2 separate regions of the Bombyx mori genome follow, and region 1 is linked to region 2. Evidence: chromatin contacts called from public Hi-C data. All regions are on one chromosome and are shown on one strand. The core of a region is the stretch at or near the end of the contact, and the rest is flanking DNA. Distances in the headings are between cores, read along the strand shown.

Region 1 (3,032 bases), core at 68-2,567, 90 kb after region 2:
CTAACGCCGGCAGAATCGCATCGTTTGATACGAATGCGCTGAGCGTCTTATCCTTTAGGCCACGATTACTTCCAAAACACCAAAATTTAATAAAAATGTACTTTTGTTGCAGAAATTCTCAAACAAGTCGGATATGTGGAGTTTTGGAATTTTATTATGGGAAATTTACTCGTTTGGAAGAGTACCTTATCCTAGAATTGTAAGTTATTACTTTATTTTAATGGTGTACACTGTACAATGACCCTACGTGTTTATTAAATGATGTCTTTCTTCAAGGGAACTTTATAAATAGTAGACGGTAGGCAGTGGCTTGAGTGTTCCCCTAATATTGGTGATGTCCACGAGCCACGCTCAGCATAAACCACTAGGTTGACTCATCCTTTCAAAATAATAAAAAAGTATTTATACAGATCATTCTCAATTCAACTGATTAATAAGCTGACGCACGTCTATAATATTTATTTTATGCTCTATTGCTCACGGTGAGCCTTATGTCTGATTAACGTCAGTCGAAATACAGATACTTTTCTTAATATCGACGGATGACGGCTATCTACCTGAGTGGCCTAACTGGTGTAAAGTGGTTAAAGACCCACATACATTAAAATGTGAAAGTCGCCCATATTAAGATGACATGCTATCGAAATCTCAATTATCTCAAAAGTGGTGGAATTTGTAGAAATCAATTAAAGTCGACAGTCAAATAAAAATAATTCAGCTTAAATACAATTTTATTTTTATATTATTATAAACTAGCGACCCGCCCTCGCTTCGCTTCGGAAACATTAAATTTTATTATTGATAGGCGAGTCCCTCCATCTTACGCGCGGTACGACAATAACTGCAGGGGACGCCGCGGGGCGAAGCTAGTCTAAAAAAAGTAGCCGAGGATATAACCTATTAGTGAAAGTCTCATCAAAATCGGTCTAGCCGTTCCAGAGATTAGCCGAAACAAACAGACAGACAAAATTTGTAAAAAATGTTATTTTGGTGTATGTACCGATATATTCATATGCATTTAGTAAAAAGCGGTTATTTCAATATTACAAACAGACACTCTAATTTTATTTATATGTATAGATTTTGTTCTGTGTCGCATATAAATATTTTTTCACGGCAGTTAAATCTTTGTTGTATTTTTTTTTTAAAAAGATTGTAAAATCAGCTTGAATACTTTGTGTGTTGTGCAGCCGCTGGCGGAGGTGGTGCGGCACGTGGAGCGCGGCTACCGCATGGAGGCGCCGGAGGGGTGTCCGCCCGGCCCCTACGAGCTCATGCGCGCCGCCTGGCACGCCGACCCCGCCTCGCGACCCACCTTCCTGCACATGCGCCGCAACCTCGCCGACATACGCGACCACACGCCCGCGCAGGTACGCCCTAGCCTCCCCTACCGATGACTTGCGGCGATATCCTGGGAAACATTGTATGCGGAAGGCGGAGGATCGTTCATTGTAGCAGACTATGGGAGAGGCCTACATCCAGCAGTGAAGAGATACAGGCTGATGATGATGATGATTCGCTGGTAGCCTAAGAGGGTATTCCAGCTACACCCGGACGTGTAGGTGAACTCAGGAGTTCAACCTGAGAGCTTACTAACAGTAGCCCTAGCAGTAGTGCTTAGCAGAATCTACCACAGGGTCGGAATCACGACCCACTGAGAAGATTCGGCGAGAAACTCAGTGGGCTGTGTCTATGGGTTAGTTCGCTTGTCAAACTCATCATAGTAATCGACGAGTTCGACGAGAACGGTGACCGGTGCTTGAGAGGCCTAAAACACCGAGAGTGATTTTTTTTTTATTGCTTTTGTAGACAGGCGAGCGTACGGCCCACCTGATGGTAAGTGATCACCGTCGCTCATGGACGTCAGTAATGCCGGGGGCAAAGCCAAGTCGCTGCCTACCAAATATTATTATATATTATTTTATTATATGGAATCCGGGGATCCGATAAGACGTTTTGGGCGACGTCGGCTTTTCGTTGCCCCGTCGCGGTCGGATAAGGGGTACGCCCTACACTTCCCTAGATCATTCGTGACATCATCCAAGTTTTTTTTTTCTTAGATGTGTGGACGAGCTCACAGCCCACCTGATGTTAAGTGGTTACTGGAGACCATAAACATCTACAACGTAAATGCGCCACCCACCTTGAGATATAAGTTCTCTAAGGTCTCAAGATAGTTACAACGGCTGCACCGCCTTTCAAACCGAAACGCATTACTGCTTCACGGCTGAAATAGGCGGGGTGATGGTACCTAACCGTGCGGACTCACAGGAGGTTCTACCACCAGTGCACCGGCTCCTGCTGGCGACACTGCGCGGAGTAGAACAGTATTTTGTGTACTATTATATTTTACTTCAATAAAATTGTTGGTACTTGATTATTACTGTGGTTAGAATGCTCTTTTTTAATTTGATTAGCTCATCATAAGGGGGTCTTTATCCGATGCCAGGTTATTGTTACCTTCCGGGACACCCTGTATAATATGTTCTATTTATCTTGTTTCAAAAAATATTTCGTTCTGTTTCAGTGAAGGACGCTCAACTTGTGGGGAACGGAACTACTTAAAATATAAAGAAAAATTACCTGTAATTTCTAACACATTGATATTTTTTTCAAATCGTGTTCTACATGTGAAAAATTGTAAGTACTAAATTATTTTACTAAAGCGCCCTGTCTCCTAAGGGGCTTTAGTTAGGGTAATATAATAATAATAATAATGGGTGTGTTCTATGGTTTAAGGATGAATGTTTAAAATAAATGTCAGTTATCTTTAAAGGAGTTTTTTAGTGGTGGTCCTGATTATTGTGCTTTTAAAATATATGATCTACACAGATTTCTAAACTATGCGACATAAAGCGCGCCCTATTGATTTAGTTGAAAACTAATTGTTACAGATAAACATAACAAAATACATAACTATATTCATAGTCGTTACCCGCTAATCTTGTGAGTTCAAAAACGAGGCTATTCCACTAAGAGCTCTAAATCTGTGTATTTAAGGCCTAAAATAACCTATATTAATACTATTTTTT
Region 2 (2,912 bases), core at 179-2,678:
CCAACGCGAGGGTTTGATGCTAGATTCGAATGACGAGCTTTACAAATGGTAATAAAAAACTTTGTAATAGTTTGCATTCCAAGTAGAACCAAATAACTAAAAGAATAGAAGTATTTGAAAATAAGGATATCGTAATGGTCATGGTTGTACTAATTATTCTCAGGTTCACGAGCCAGGTGATGCGCAACTTGCACGTAGTGTTCACAATGAACCCGTCCTCGGAGGGCTTGAAGGACCGAGCCGCGACATCTCCTGCTCTGTTCAACCGATGCGTGCTTAACTGGTTCGGAGACTGGAGCGACGGAGCTTTGTTCCAAGTAAGAAACAAAATATTTAAATTCATCCGATCATCGTCCCCGCCGAACCCGTCGCTTGCGACGAAGGGCTCGACGAGTAAATTAACCCATAGACACAGCCCACTGAGTTTCTTGCCGGATCTTCTCAGTGGGTCGCGTTTCCGATCCGGTGGTAGATTCTGCGAAGCACTGCCCCGTGAGCTCACCTACTATAGTAGAATTATTTTATCTGTGCAGCTTAGGTCATAAATAGTCGGAGTGGTGAAGCGAATATTTCGCTCTCTCTTCCACTCACGAGCCTTATGGACGGGCATAGTGATGCTCATTATTGTTTTCGATAAGCGTTATCGATAGTGTATTTAGTTTTGTCATTTTGTGGGTGGGTGTAAAAATGAAAGTAAAAATCACTAAACACTTACACCACATATCGCCGCAGCAAGTTAACGATAACGGCAGAAATTAATACTTTGTAACTTTTCGGGATCTATTTTCATTTCAGTGAAATTTTTTAACACATTGTTGATGCACGTGCAAATATTATTTTGAATAAATTCTACAGTTTTGGTACAAAACAAAGGAGTAGCCATTCTGTCACTACATAAATTCAGAGAGCGAATGCATAAAAATACATTTCTCTTCGACATATGTACTATAATTTGCAGGTAAGTACAACAAATGACTCCTAACATAACAATGTCTCACCACCCATCGTATACCGCCCCGGCGCTGTGTTCGATGACTCATTTGTTTTTATCGATAATGACGTTACGCCCGCGCAACGTGCTCACCGCCCTAGCCGGGCTATGTTTTATGACCCAAACTGCACGGACAAAATAATTCTACTATAGTTAAGGCTACGCTGATATAGCCTCTCAAGGTTATCAGGTTAGGTACAAAAAAGAAATACCTGTCATCAAACAGTGTTGTTTTTTTTTTCAACACGTCACCCGTGCCCTGGACTAACGTTAGTGACGTACAGGTGGGTAAAGAGTTCACGAGCCGCATGGACCTGGAGTCTGCCGAGTACGTGCCGCCCGCGGAGTTCCCGGCGGCGTGCGGCGAGGTGGGCGCGGCGCCGGCGCACCGCGAGGCCGTGGTCAACGCCTGCGTGTACGTGCACCAGACGCTGCACCAGGCCAACGCCAGGCTCGCCAAGCGCGCCAACAGGACCATGGCCATCACGCCCAGGTGAGCACTCTAGTTCCCACCAGCCGCACTCGCTGGATACAGGATTTAGGGTTACTGATGGTAGGTTTTTTTTTATTGCCGAGATGTGTGGACGAGCTCACAGCCCACCCGGTGCTAAGTAGTTACTGGAACCCATAGACATCTACAACGTAAATGCGCCACACACCTTGAGATATAAGTTCTAAGGTCTCTGTATAGTTACAACGGCTGCCCCGCCCTTCAAACCGAAACGCATTACTGCTTCACGGCAGAAATAGGCGTAATAATAGAATAATTAGCGAAACAGAAATAATTTCAAAGATGTAATCATAGAATTTTTAAAATCCAACCGACGATCTGCTTGCAGTGATTGAACGGTATTAGACTAGTATTGTAGTTAATAAAACATTAAAGTATTTAAAGACACACCTTACTCTTAATTTTTTATTTACATTAAAACGAAATACTTTCCAGGCATTATTTGGACTTTATCCAACAAATGGTTAAGCTTTACGCCGAAAAACGTGCCGACCTGGAGGAGCAGCAGCTTCACTTGAACGTGGGTCTCGGTAAGATTGCCGAAACCGTCGAGCAGGTCGAGGAGATGCAGAAGAGCTTAGCGGTCAAATCTCAGGTGCGACAATACTCCATTACTTGGACAGAACGGTTATTGTCAAACTTTTTGGATTGTCTTAACAGTAGTCATAACTCTTAACCCTTTGACTACCGTGTAGGTCACCGGTGTCCTACGCGGCGCACTCAAGTAATTATGTCGATTTCTGTTACTAAACGCCCGGATTACATAACTACCTTCGTTTGCTTGTTAATGTATGTTTCAGTCTTTTAGGTAAATCTATATATATATATATATAAAAATGAAGTGCTGTTCGTTAGTCTCGCTAAAACTCGAGAACGGCTGGACCGATTTAGCTAATTTTGGTCTTGAATTATTTGTGGAAGTCCAGAGAAGGTTTAAAAGGTAAATAAATGTGAATGCTCAGAATTAAATAAAAATAACAATTTTGTTTTTCCTTTGACGTGTCCCCTATTGGACGGATTCCTTTTGTTTGTTAGTTTATTTTATACAAAAGTTTATTTTATTTATCGATTGAGGCATTACGAAGTCTGCCGGGTCAGCTAGTCAGGAATAGATTCGTTCTCAGTATCTTCGGATTCGTCTTTCCCGGAGTCTACTAGATATTCCGGCGCCTTAGTAAGAAGATCGAAGTGAGAAGTCGACGTAATTACTTCAGGGCGCCGCGTAGGGCACCGGTGACTTACACGGCAGTCAATGTGTTAATAACCTAAAAATGTAAATGTCATTAGGAACTGCAAGCCAAGAACGAGGCCGCCAATGCGAAGTTGCGGCAAATGGTGAAGGACCAACAGGAAGCTGAAAAGAAAAAGGTCGAGAGCCAGGAAATTCAGGTATGAGATCCCATGATACTC

What was found. A called contact is a pair of places that touch in the nucleus more often than the background predicts.
Region 1: a contact with region 2 is called in a Hi-C map of middle silk gland, with 1.8 times the contacts expected there. The contact joins two enhancer-like sites. A contact is called at or near these places in 2 of 7 Hi-C or Micro-C datasets (middle silk gland and whole pupa).

Annotation. Positions count from the first base shown.
Region 1 is chr21:9,193,999-9,197,030 of ASM3026992v2, forward strand. It overlaps LOC101739746 (tyrosine-protein kinase CSK), which reads left to right. Exons shown (of 17, transcript XM_062674724.1): 15 at 113-199; 16 at 1,191-1,370; 17 at 2,528-3,032. The coding sequence ends at 2,530. Among protein-coding and RNA genes, the nearest start is that of LOC101739884, 11 kb to the right of the region's middle. Within about 2 kb of position 1,318, at least 3 of the 8 cell types and tissues checked have open chromatin away from gene starts, as enhancers often do.
Region 2 is chr21:9,104,018-9,106,929 of ASM3026992v2, forward strand. LOC101742268 (dynein heavy chain, cytoplasmic) reads left to right here. Exons shown (of 95, transcript XM_038018329.2): 63 at 1-48; 64 at 164-317; 65 at 1,276-1,484; 66 at 1,938-2,097; 67 at 2,790-2,891. Among protein-coding and RNA genes, the nearest start is that of LOC101742268, 38 kb to the left of the region's middle. Within about 2 kb of position 1,429, at least 3 of the 8 cell types and tissues checked have open chromatin away from gene starts, as enhancers often do.